Regions from separate parts of the Macaca mulatta genome. Here region 1 is linked to region 2. The links are chromatin contacts, called in public Hi-C maps. All regions are on one chromosome and are shown on one strand. The core of a region is the stretch at or near the end of the contact, and the rest is flanking DNA. Distances in the headings are between cores, read along the strand shown.

Evidence for each region. Hi-C and Micro-C count contacts between places; a contact is called where the count stands out from the background.
Region 1: a contact with region 2 is called in a Hi-C map of fetal cortical plate, with 2.2 times the contacts expected there. The contact joins the promoter of BICRAL here to the promoter of RPL7L1 in region 2. A contact is called at or near these places in 3 of 14 Hi-C or Micro-C datasets (fetal cortical plate, fibroblasts and liver).

Annotation. Positions count from the first base shown.
Region 1 is chr4:139,354,432-139,360,961 of T2T-MMU8v2.0, forward strand. BICRAL (BICRA like chromatin remodeling complex associated protein) reads right to left here and starts at 3,477. Exons shown (of 12, transcript XM_028847558.2): 1 at 3,431-3,477. It also overlaps the pseudogene LOC100428306.
Region 2 is chr4:139,253,046-139,259,296 of T2T-MMU8v2.0, forward strand. RPL7L1 (ribosomal protein L7 like 1) reads right to left here and starts at 4,074. Exons shown (of 6, transcript NM_001193633.1): 1 at 4,038-4,074; 2 at 2,695-2,800; 3 at 334-497. The coding sequence starts at 4,051.

The DNA of each region.
Region 1 (6,530 bases), core at 2,227-4,726, 100 kb after region 2:
TTCCCAACAGAATGAGACAATATACTTTTAAAAATGTACTGAGATTTTAAGGTCTTAGGATACCTAAACCTTTTTCTCTGAGGAAATAATTTCGATTTTTTGATAAATGGCAGCTAGAATGGGAAAAATTAAAATGAGACTAATGTGAGCAAAAAACTGCTGAAACTCAAAATTATATGGACCTCGGCCGGGCGCGGTGGCCCAAGCCTGTAATCCCAGCACTTTGGGAGGCTGAGACGGGCGGATCATGAGGTCAGGAGATCGAGACCATCCTGGCTAACACGGTGAAACCCTGTCTCTACTAAAAAAAATATAAAAAATTAGCCGGACGTGGTGGCGGGCGCCTGTAGTCCCAGCTACTCCGGAGGCTGAGGCAGGGGAATGGCGTGAACCCGGGAGGCGGAGCTTGCAGTGAGCCGAGATCGCGCCACTACACTCCAGCCTGGGCGACAGAGCGAGACTCCTTCTCAAAAAAAAAATTATATGGACCTCAATTCTCATGTTCCAATTCAAAAGAGCCAGCAGAACAGTGCATAGCATAGTATAAGAAAGTCCAAATGTGTATCTGTATCACACTGGAATCACCTGGAAAGTTTTGGAATGAATACTAGATCTTTGGGTATAGCGGGTGCAAGGTGGGCCAGAATGTCAACACTGAACATCAAGAAGTTGGAGCGCCTGACACACAATTAAAGGACCCCATTGGCCCTAGCAAATGATGGTGGAAGAGGTGATGTTACAAATCTCTATTTAAAAACATCTCCCAAGTTAATTCTGATGCTCAGATTTGGAAACCACAGGTGTAGGGGGAAAAACACAGCTTTCGTTATCCAATGGCAACTTTACTAAAAACTGCAAGACCTCGAACAATTACTATACTTCTGTGAACGGTAGTTCATTCCCCGGTAGACAGATCATAAAATCACTATTTCAGGGCTGATATAATAGAAATTATACAAAGCATCAAGCACAGTTTCTGGCATACAGATGTTCAATGAGATAGGTCTTATTAAATGGTCTAAAACATCCACTATGTATATTTATAAACACAAGGACACACCTACTGGCACCACTGTGTTATTTTTCTATACTAGAAATTAACTACTTACTTTCCATGTCTGCGGACTTCTAGAGAAATCAGAGCTTTACAAATCTTTCCCCTCCTCTTTTCAGTAACAATGTAAACGTTAAACCCCTCCCCCATCTCTAACACAGATACTTACTACCAACAGATACTTACATGGATGCTTTTAGGAAAATAATGCAGTTTTGCTTTTTAGAAGAGTTTCAGAGTGTTTTAAAGCATATTTAACTTTTCAGATCAGCGTTCTAAGAAACTTTTAATTCACTGCCATTTGAAGTAATATGAAAGCCAACAAGAAGTTTCAGAAAACTGGAACCCATCACCTTCTCAATCTGACTAGTAAATGTCTCCTCATGGTTGTTTTAGAGTAAAACTAAGAAACGAAGCGTAGGGTGCCCACAAGAGAACCATGTTACGGGAAGGCAGACAGACAATGTCCTGGACTCTTTTTTTAGTTTTGTAACCTGGTTGGACTCTACTTCCAATAACTGGAGAATGAAGGAAAAGCCTCAATGCCCTGCCCCCAAGCCGGGCCAGAGAAGACAAAGGCGTCCACTCTCAGATGGCAGGAGAGAAATGGCAGAAGCGCCTCACCTCCAATTTTGACTGGGAGGAGTGGGGGTGCGGGGTCAGGGAGGGAACCCATCAGCCGCGAGGCTCGACGCCCAGTCCCCTTCTTCCATCACAAGTGGGAAGGAGGAAGAAGCTGACCCCAGCCCTTCCCGCTCCGAGCTGGCGGCCTCGTCTTTTGGGTCTGGGGCCGTGGGGAAGGAGAAGGCCGCGCGACCCCAGTCCCATCTCCAGAATTCAGCACCCTGCTCTCGGCTCCCGCTGGCCCCGGGCCTCGCGGCGCCCTGGTCAGCGACATGTCCTCGGAGGGCGCCGCCCGCGCCGCGAGAAAGATGGCGCCCGCCGAGCAACTGCGCCACCAGCCCTGGCGACAGGCCAGGCCCAGCGCCATCTTAGCGCCTTCCAACCGCACCCCCCACCCAAGATCCCGCATTCGGGGCGACTCGGGGGGCGCGAATAGCATCAGGCCCGCGCGCACTCGGCCAAAAAAGCGCCGTCCCAGCCACACAGCTCTTCTGGCCAGCGCGGCGGACAACACGGGCCTCGTAGGAAACGCCCGGCTGGGCCGCGAGTCCTCCGCCCGGCTGGGGACTCAGCCGGACCCGGCCGCGGATCCTCCGCGTGGCTGGGGGCTCGGCCGGATCCGACCGCGGATCCTCTGCGGTGCTTCAGAAGGCAGCGAGCGGCTGGGAAAGGGCAGTCCCGCGGCAGGTGCGCGCCGCCGCCGCGGGCTCGGAGCGGGGCCAGGGCGACTCGCCGGCCCCGAGCTCTCCCCGCCGCAGCCCGGACCTGCTTTCCTCGCCGCGGCCGCCCGCAGATGCGGCGGGAAGGACGAAGCCAGGATGAAAAATAAACCCCGTCTCCGCCGCCTCCCTCCCCACCCTTTCCCCTCCCCCTCCCCAGACGCGGGGTCCATTTTGCCGAGAAGAAAGAAAATGTGATTCACACCCTAGAGCTTCCGAGAGAGAAAAGAAACGAGGGGGGGAAAACAGAGGGGAGGAGATTGGAAAAGCTTATTTTTCTTCCTCGCCCGCCGTCACTCCAGGCCCTCCCTGCCCCCTGCTCGCGGCCCCGCCGCGCCGTCTTCCCCTCGCCGAGCCCTGCTCCCTCCTTCCCGGCTCCCGGCGGCTCCGGGGGGCGGAAAACACACTCACACTCGCGCACACAACTAATTTTAAACCGGCTCAATCAATGAGTCATTAAAAGGCTTCCCTCCCCTCCCCTCCCCACCACCAACCGCCACGCCACCCCCTTCCCGGGCTCTCCCTCTCCCCGCTCCAGAAATTTGCATCCGCGGAAAAGAGAAAAAAAAAAAAGGAAAAAGAAAGGCGCCGGGCCCCCACCTCGCCGAGGCGCCCCCGGCCCGGCCTCGCCGCCCCCTGCCCGCCTGCGCCCCCGCCCGAGACACTGAACTTGGTCTTCCCGGGGCCCCGGCAGCGCTGGGAAAGGCATAAACACTCGATTCCCCTTTTCTCCGTGTCCATTAAACATCCACCCACCACCACCATCACCCACCCACAAACCCACCCCCCCCAAAAAAAAAAAAAACACAGCCTTAGCCAATAGCTCTCTGGGCTGAAACCTAATATCCTGGTTTTGGCAACTCGGTGTTTAATTTGCTCCTCTTTCTTTTCTGGCTGGAGACAGATCTCCAGCCCCCCCTCCCTCGCTTTTCCCCTCCCCGAAGGAAAGAGGCAGAGGAAGGAGGTTGTGTGTTTTTTTTTTCTCCTTGAAATTTTTATCACAAAATTATAATACACTCAAAGGGAAACTCACCGTCATGAAAAAGCAGTGCCTTGTCAACGGGGTTTCTGCGCCATCGCAACAGGGGCGGCGGCGGCGGCGGCGGCGGCGGGCGCGGGGCGCGGGGCGCGAGCGCGGGAGCTCCCGGCCGAGCGGCGCCGGCCACACGCGCTCCGCTCTCTCTCTCGCTCACCCCCGCGCCGGGCGGCGGGCGCCCGCTCCCCGCGCCCGCCCGGCCTTCATGCTCTGCGCCCGGGCAAACCGCTCGCCTGCTCCTCTACCTCCAAACTTCGGTTCTCGCCTGGCAAAAAATGTGGAGATTAGGATTTTTTTAATTAAAAATTTTTTTTTTTTTTTTTTTTTTTTTTGGTAAATCAAGCTCCAAGGATGTTCATTCCTGTTTCCTTTGGGATTCTTTTTAACTTCAGAAATGTACTGGTTTATTCAAGAAAGTTTTATTTGGCTTTAAAAAAAAATTATTAAGATCCACGAGGTGCGTGCTAATTCTCTTGCAGGCTCTCTCTCTACACACACACACACACACACACACACACACAGTTTTAGCTTGACACGCGAACGGGGAAGATTAAAGACAAAAAAAAAAACCTACAAGATTTGTTTAGAACTCTAATTAGAGCAAGCCTCAGTAAATACGTTTTGCATATGCTTTTTAAAAACCAAAACCACTTTTAACTTAGTTATTAGGCAAATAACTGGTTCGTCCTAACTTTTAAATGTACTAAGCTTTCCTTTGCAACACTCTTTCTCCATTCCAAAATTCGTGAAACCTTACCTGTGAAGCCCATATGTGAACATTAAAAAGGAAAACAAAAAACTTTAGTGACCAAAAGGAAGGTGAGGCAGAGTAAATCACTCTCAAAACATTCTACTGCCTTCTCTTTATGTAGATACCTTTTATCTCCATATTTGCGGAATTTTCATTACATAACCCCCTCATTCTTAAAAGAGAGCTAGTCAATCTTTTAACATTCTTTGGTCCAAGTATAACTACCACCCATTTTTTAATCTGAAATCTCAAATTGTTGAAACTTCTCTGTATCCAAAGCATTTAAATTATGTGGCCCAGGGCGGGCGCGGTGGCTCACACCTGTAATTCCAACACTTTGGGAGGCCGAGGCGGGTGGATCACCTGAGGTCAGCAGTTCGAGACCAGTCTGGACAACATAGTGAAACCCTGTGTCTATTAAAAATACAAAAATTAGCTGGGCGTGGTGGTGGGCTCCTGTAATCCCAGCTACTCGGGAGGCTGAGGCAGGAGAATCGCTTGAATCTGGGAGACAAAAGTTGCAGTGAGCCGAGATCGGGCATTGCACTCTAGCCTGGGCGATGGAGCAAGACTCAAAACAAACAAAACAAAACAAAACAACACAACAATATTATGTGGCCTGGAGTGAGAGCAGGTGCCTTTGTAGTCTAGGTTAACTACAAATGCCCACAAAATATACTGGGGGTTTTGTTGTTGTCTTTTATTTTAAATAAACATCAAGGATAGGTAAAAGGTGAATTGTACAGAATGTAATTCAGGTTTTAAAAAATACATATTAAGCCTCAGAAATGTTATAAATTGTTTTAAAATCATTCGTAATACATATAGCAATAGGATCCTGCTGATAAACAGAATGCTCAGCTGCTCTGCCTATGGAGTAGCTGTTCTCAAACGGCTCAAACCCATCTCTCCCAGATATTTGGTGACTTCTCAATAAAACTCTCCCTAGATTAAAATTATTTAAGTGAAATTATTGTATGGTTTCTATATCCCCTCAGCATTAATAAAAACATAAAGGTAGTACACCTTTCTTGCATATATAAGGATACTGTAACTAGACTATGTTGCATAAATTAAATCTGTTGAGGCTGGCATACAATGTTGTCATAGTCAATACAGAAGATCTTTTTAGTTAGGGTACAGTAGTTCAAGCCTATAATCCTAGCACTTTGGGAGGCTGAGGGAGGAGGATCATTTGAGGTTAGAAGTTTGAGACCAGTTTGGACAACACGGCGTGAGATCCCATCTCTAAAAAAAAAATTAAAAATTAGCCAGGTATGTGTGGCACATGCCTGTAGTTCCAGCTACTGGGGAGGCTGAGGCAGGAGGGCTGCTTGAGCCCACAAGTTGGAGGTTGCAGCGAGCTATGGGTAGTTTGACAGAGTGAGACCCTGTCTCTAAAAGATAATAAAAAAGATCTGGCTGGGTGCAGTGGCTCACGCCTGTAATCCCTTTGGAAGGCCGAGATGGGAGGATTGCTTAAGGCCAGGAGTTCACGAGCAGCCTGGCCAACATGACAAAACCCCGTCTCTACCAAAAATACAAAAATTAGCCAGGCATGGTGGCATGCGCCTATAGTCCCAGCTACTAGAGAGAGGCTAAGGCACAAGAATCACTTGAGATTGCGCAAGAGAGCAAGACTCTGTCTCAAAAAACAAAGAAAAACACCATATCTTGTTCTGGTACTGCCATTCTATCATTCATAATGTATGCTTTATATTTAAATGTGCCTTAAAAATACATTCAGTGATTTAGTATCACACAGTATCATCGAGGTGTTTTCTCAGATATTTTGCTTCAAATGTATCCAAGGGCTTCTTGGAACAGTAATCTTTGCATAAATTAGCATATTTCTCTACACTTGATGGTTGGACCAACCAGTTTTCTAATTGGCTTGGAAAATTTTTTAAACATGTTTTAAGGTGCCTTTGGATTGGCTGGGATGTAATTATAATACCCATTTTAAGAATTACATTTCAAGAGTCCATATATTATGCATTGCAATTAGGACCCACCAAGCAAGTTTTACAGCTGTTGCTCCACAGCTCCAATGATATATGTGTGTGTGTGTGTGTATTTTTTTTTTTTTTCTTGAGACAGATCTCCCTCTGTCACCCAGGCTGAAGTGGAGAGGCATGATCATATCTCACTACAGCCTGGAACTCCTGGGCTCCAGGAATTCTCTAGCCTCAGCCTTCCTAGTAGCTGGGAATATAGGTGAACACCAGCACACTCAGCCAATTTTTCAGTTTTTTAGAGACAGGGGTCCAGCCTGACCAACATGGTGAAACACCATCTCTACCAAAAATACAAAAAAAAAAAAAAAAAAATTAGCCAGGCGTGGTG
Region 2 (6,251 bases), core at 2,824-5,323:
ATGATGCCTTGCTTTCCCCACCTCAGGACTTCAGCACATATGCCTGGAAAGTCTCCCAACACTGGTGAACGCCTTTCACATCTTTCAGGTCTCAGGTAGAAGTTCCTGCTTTAGAGAGGGTGTCCTCAACCCCTTCTCCCTAGTGAGCACTTATTTTCAAGTCTATCTGTCTAAGGTCTTCCAAATATTGCAGACTAAATTGTGCTCTACCCTGACATCCCAGCATGACTTGGCTGAGTGGCTTGGGGCTTATCATCTCCCTAGAAAGGGGTCTAAAGCTTAAGCAACGGTTTGCCCCAGCCTCACGCAATTAGAAAGACACCAGTTCCTTACCTTTCGATGCGTACAACAAAGGCCAAGGAATGTTTGTCTGGCAATTCCAAGGCATGAGGTTTCACTTCTAGTCGTCTGAGACGCACCTTGTCACGTTTCTGCCGCCAGGAATCATGTAGGAATGATTCCAGTCGCTTAAACCTGAGCCCTTTTCCTTTCCTCTGCTACAGAGAAGACAGACCATCATTATCATCTTGTGCCTCCATACATTTTTACTTTTAAAACAGTAATTCATGAGTGACAACTGATAGAGCTTATTTCCCCGTGTTCTACAATGCAGGGCAAAGCAGTATTCTCTATTTTCATATAAGGGAAAAATGAAAAACCAAAGTAAAGGTGGAGTTGAGTAAACTTGGGAATTACTGGGAAAAATAATTAACAAACAAAAAATTAGTTTGCATGATATTAATCAATGCTTACTAACAAGCTTCCTTAAACTCAACGCCAGCATTTGCCTGCAGGTGTTAAATATTTGCTAAAGGAAGACATACACCATATACACTTGGTGCTCTGCATCCGTGATTTAACCAACCCCAGATGGAAAATACTTCTGAGGAGCACATACACAGTGGCTCACCTGTAGTCCCAGCTACTCAGGAGGCTGAGGCAGGAGGTTCTCTTGAACCCAGGAATTCAAGGCTGCAATGAGCTATGATCCTGCCACTGCACTTAGTCTGGGTAACAGAATACCTCATTTTTTTTTTTTTTTTTTTTTTTGAGATGGAGTCTCGCTCTGTCACCCAGGCTGGAGTGCAGTGATGCGATCTCGGCTCACTGCAACCTCTGCCTCCTGGGTTCAAGCAATTTTCCTGCCTCAGCCTCCCAGGTAGCTGGGATTACAGGTATGTGCCACCACACCTGGCTAATTTTTATATTTTTAGTAGAGATAGGGTCACCTTGTTGGCCAGGTTGGTCTCGAACTCCTGACTTCAGGTGATCCACCTGCCTCAGTCTCCCAAAGTGCTGGGATAACAAGCGTGACCCACCATACCTGGCCAAAGACCCCACTTTTTTTTTTTTTTGAGACAGGGTCTCGCTCTGTCACTCAGGCTGGAGTGCAGTGGCACAATCTTGGCTCACTGCAACCTCCGCCTCCCGGGTTCAAGCGATTCTTCTGCCTCACTTCCTGAGTAGCTAGGATTACAGGCACATGCCACAGCGCCCGTCTAATGTTTTGTATTTGTAGTAGAGATGTGGTTTCACCATGTTGGCCAGGCTGGTCTCGAACTCCTGACCTCAAGTAATCCACCTGCCTCGGCCTCCCAAAGTATTGGGATTACAGGCGTGAGCCACTGCGCCCTGCTGACCTCTTAAAAAAAAAAAAAGAAAAAAAAAAGAAAAAAAATTCGGGAAAAAAATGAAAAAAAAAAAAACAACAGTAAAAAGTAATACAAATTTTAAAAATACATTATGTACACTGTATTAGCTATCAGTAACCCAGGCCAGGCAGGGTGGCTCAGGTCTATAATCCCAGCACTTTGAGAGGCCAGTGGGTGGATCACTTGAGGCCAGGAGTTTGAGACCAGCATGGCCAACATGTTAAAACATCTCTACTAAAAATACAAAAATTAGCCAGTGGCCATGTGGGGTGGCTGATGCCAGTAATCGCAGCACTTTGGGAGGCCGAGGTGGGTAGATCACTTGAGTCCATGAGTTCCAGACCAGCCTGGTCAACATGGTGAAACCTCGTCTCTACTAAAAATACAAAAATTAGCAGGGCATGGTGGCACATCCTTGTAATCCCAGCTACTTGGGAGGCTGGCGCAGGAGAATCGCTTGAACCCGGGAGGCGGAGGTTGTGGTAAGCCGAGATCACATCCCTGTACTCCAGCCTGGGAGACAGGTGAGACTCTGTCTCAAAAACAAAACAAAATTAAATTAAATAAAAAAAAAAAATTAGCCGAGTGTGGTGGCTAATTTAGCTAAAATTAGTCACATGCCTGTAATCCTAGCTACTTGGTTGACTGAGGCAGGAGAATTGCTTGAGCCCAGTAGGCAGAGGTTGCAGTGAGTCGAGACTGTGTCACTGCACTCCAGAACACAGTGAGACTCTTGCCTCAAAAAAAAAAAAAAAAAAAAAGCTATTAAGTAATCCAAAGAGAATTTAAATTACATAGGCGGAAGGAGTACAGATGATATGCAAATACCACAACCATTTTATATAAGGGACTTCAGCAGTCTCAGATTTAGGCATCTGTGGGAGTCCTGGAACCAACCCCCTAAGGACACTGAGAGACAACGATACCTGGTTTGTCAAACTGTTGCGGGGAGCTCGTAAATACCAAATGTAGTCCAACACATGCTAGATAAAACTCACCTAATACAAATTCTAATTACTTTATCTTGGTTCCCCACCATTACCTCCTTCTTTGCCAAAAGTGCCTGCTTTGCCTGGGTGGCTTTGAGGGCTTGATAAGCCTTCCTCTTTTTCAGCAGATTTTCTGGAACCAAAGGGATTTTTCTTTGCCTGATGCAGAAAATTGAGATCAGAGATAACATTTAGAAAACGAACACTTGAGGCCGGGCGCGGTGGCTCAAGCCTGTAATCCCAGCACTTTGGGAGGCCGAGACGGGCGGATCACAAGGTCAGGAGATCGAGACCAGCCTGGCTAAATACGGTGAAACCCCGTCTCTACTAAAAAATACAAAAAACTAGCCGGGTGAGGTGGCGGGCGCCTGTAGTCCCAGCTACTCGGGAGGCTGAGGCAGGAGAATGGCATAGACCCGGGAGGCGGAGCTTGCAGTGAGCTGAGATGCGGCCACTGCACTCCAGCCTGGGCGACAGAGCGAGACTCCGTCTCAAAAAAAAAAAAGAAAAAGAAAAAGAACACTTGGCTGGGCGCGGTGGCTCAAGCCTATAACCCCAGCATTCTGGGAGGCCGAGGTGGGGGGGGGAATATCACCTGAGGTCAGGAGTTCGAGACCAGCCTGACCAACATGGTGAAACCCGTTTCTACCAAAAATAAAAAATTAGCTTGGCGGGGTGGCGCACGCCTGTAATCTCGGCTACTCCGGAGGCTGAAGCAGGAGAATCGCTTGAATCCGGGAGGCGGAGGTTGCAGTGAGCCGAGATTTCGACACTGCACTCCAGCCTGGGCGACATAGCAAGATTCCGTCTCAAAAAAACAACAACAACAACAAAGAAAACGAACATTCAATGGATTTCCAAACCAAGTCAATATCCTGGGCTTCAGGGAACATTACTGTTTTCAAGTGTCTGAAGAAAGATTCCCCTGAAACCTGCGGTTTCTGACTCCAGGCCTCAAAATGTACCCCTAATATTCACTCATCCCCAATGCCTCAAAAAGTAATGAGCCCTTTAGCCTCTGCGTTCCTGTAAGTTAACAGGATTTTCACTGCCACAGCTCTTCATAGGCACTAGCAGCGACGAATCTAGTAAAACCCCATGGGGTTGGGGTGGGTGCAGACCTATCTGCAGGGTTAATACTTGTCAGGCTGGGTGAATTCAACTGTGGCACTCCAGCCCGCTGCCTGAAGTCAATCCTCGCCTCTCTAGATAACCCGAAATTGACCGCGGTCCCCTCCCTCCTCCGCCACAGCGCTACGGCTCCTCATCCCCAACCTTTGTAAACTGTGGCCTTTTCTATTCCTAGAGCCCACAAGAATCCGCCACCGAGGCATAAACACCGTGGATGGCACCAGATACTCAACACCCAATTCCAGATATTCAAAGCCCCACTCACTCTTGCTCCGCCATCTTTCTAGTGGTGCAGCTACTGATCATGCGCAACCCCAACACATGCGGAAGACAGCACTCGCTCTGTTTCCTTGACCATAGAGATGTCTGTTCTAACTCACGCTGGAGGACCCAGACAGTCAGCGTTCACTTAGCCGCAGTGAGCCGCTGAGGTCCTGCTAACCCCGATTCCTGCCAAAAGTTGCAGCGCTTCCAGGGTTTTTAGAGCCTGTATCATTTTCAAAACCCAGCCCTTTTTTTTGTAAGTTACAGTTTCATCACAAACAGCTTGGCTGTGGACAATGAAGTGCTTCCCACAATGCACCTATGGCGTCCGCTCTAGCGAAGGCGCCGCACTTCCGGCGCGGCTCTGCTGCGTCTCTGAGGAGGAAGACAGACAAATTGCGGGAAACCTTTTCGCTCTGTGGAAAAATTTGGAGGCTATGGTTTTGGCTCTCACATGTAGGTGCAAGTGTTTGTTGAGGACTTAGAGTGGTAAAACAGGTAGCTGCGATTCCGTCAGCTTGGCTCCGTCGATGGATCCTTGAAGACGTTATTTAACCCCTCTGTACTGCGGCTTCATTACCCATAAAATGGGTATACAGTAATAATAGGTCTACCTAATGGCGTTACGAGGATTACAGGAGATTATATAAAGCGTAAAGCGTTTAGCAGTGTCTGTCAGCACTATGTTTGTTACTATTACTGCTGGACCGAAAACTACAACTTGCTTCCTTGCCATCTAAAACCGTTATACAGACCGGGCGCGGTGGCTCACGCCTGTAATCCCAGCACTTTAGGAGGCCAAGGCGGGAGGATCACCTTAGGTCAGGAGTTCGAGACCAGCCTGGCCAACATGGCGACAGAGCAAGACTCCGTCTCAAAAAAAAAAAAAAAAAAAGGAATGAAAATAAAACCCTTATACAGCTGTCATCACCTGGAATATGCGTTCTTCCCTCCCGGTCTATATAAAATCCTGAAAAAGTAGGCCGGAGCCGGTGGCTTTCACCTGTAATCCCAGCACTTTGGGAGGCCAAAGCAGGTGGATCACTTGAGGTCAGGAGTTGGAGACCAGCCTGGCCAAGATGGTGAAACCCCGTCTCTACTAAAAATACAAAAAGTTAGCTGGGCGTGGTGGCTCGCGCCTGAAGTCCCGGGAGGCGGAGGCTGCATGAGCCCAGTTTGTGCCACTGCACTCCAGCCTGGGCGACAGAGCGAGAGTGTCTCAAAAAAATAAAAAAATAATTTTTTTAAATTAAAAATCCTGAAAAACAACACAAGTCTTATCTCCGCAAACCTCCAGAGCAGGGCTTCTCAAGCATTAATAGTGAATAGGAGTCATCTGAAGATTTTACTAAAATACAGATTTTTATTCAGGAAGCCGGGTGGGGAGTTGATATTCTGCATTTTTTTTTTTTTTTTTTTTTTTTTTTTGAGATGGAGTCTCGCGCTGTGTCACCCAGGCTGGAGTGCAGTGGCGCGATCTCGGCTCACTGCAAGCTCCGCCTCCCAGGTTCACGCCATTCTCCTGCCTCAGCCTCCGAGTAGCTGGGACTACAGGCGCCCGCCACTACGCCCGGCTAGTTTTTTGTATTTTTAGTAGAGACGGGGTTTCACCATGTTAGCCAGGATGGTCTCGATCTCCTGACCTCGTGATCCACCCGCCTCGGCCTCCCAAAGTGCTGGGATTACAGGCTTGAGCCACCGCGCCCGGCCTTTTTTTTTTTTTTTTGAGATGGAGTCTTGCTTTGTCCCCCAGGCTGGAGTGCAGTGGCATGATCTCGGCTCTCTGCAAGCTCTGTCTCCCGGGTTCACGCCATTCTCCTGCCTCAGCCTCCCGAGCAGCTGGGACTACAGGCGCCCACCACCATACCTGGCTAATTTTTTGAATTTTTCGTAGAGACGGGGTTTCACCGTGTTAGCCAGGATGGTCTCGATCTCCTGACCTTGTGATCCGCGCGCCTCAGCCTCTCAAAGTGCTGGGATTACAGGCGTGAGCAACTGCGCCCGGCCAATATTCTGCATTTTTAACAGGCTTCAGAATGACACTGGTGCTACTGGTCTATGGGCTGACTAGTAAGACTCTAGTGTCTGATTTCCCTCAGGACATTATTATATATTTAATATTTCTTCCACACGATACTAGGAGGTCAGGAACCATGACTGCTTGCTCATCACTGATCCTAAGGGTCTAGCACCAATTTCTCGATTTTGGCACTAT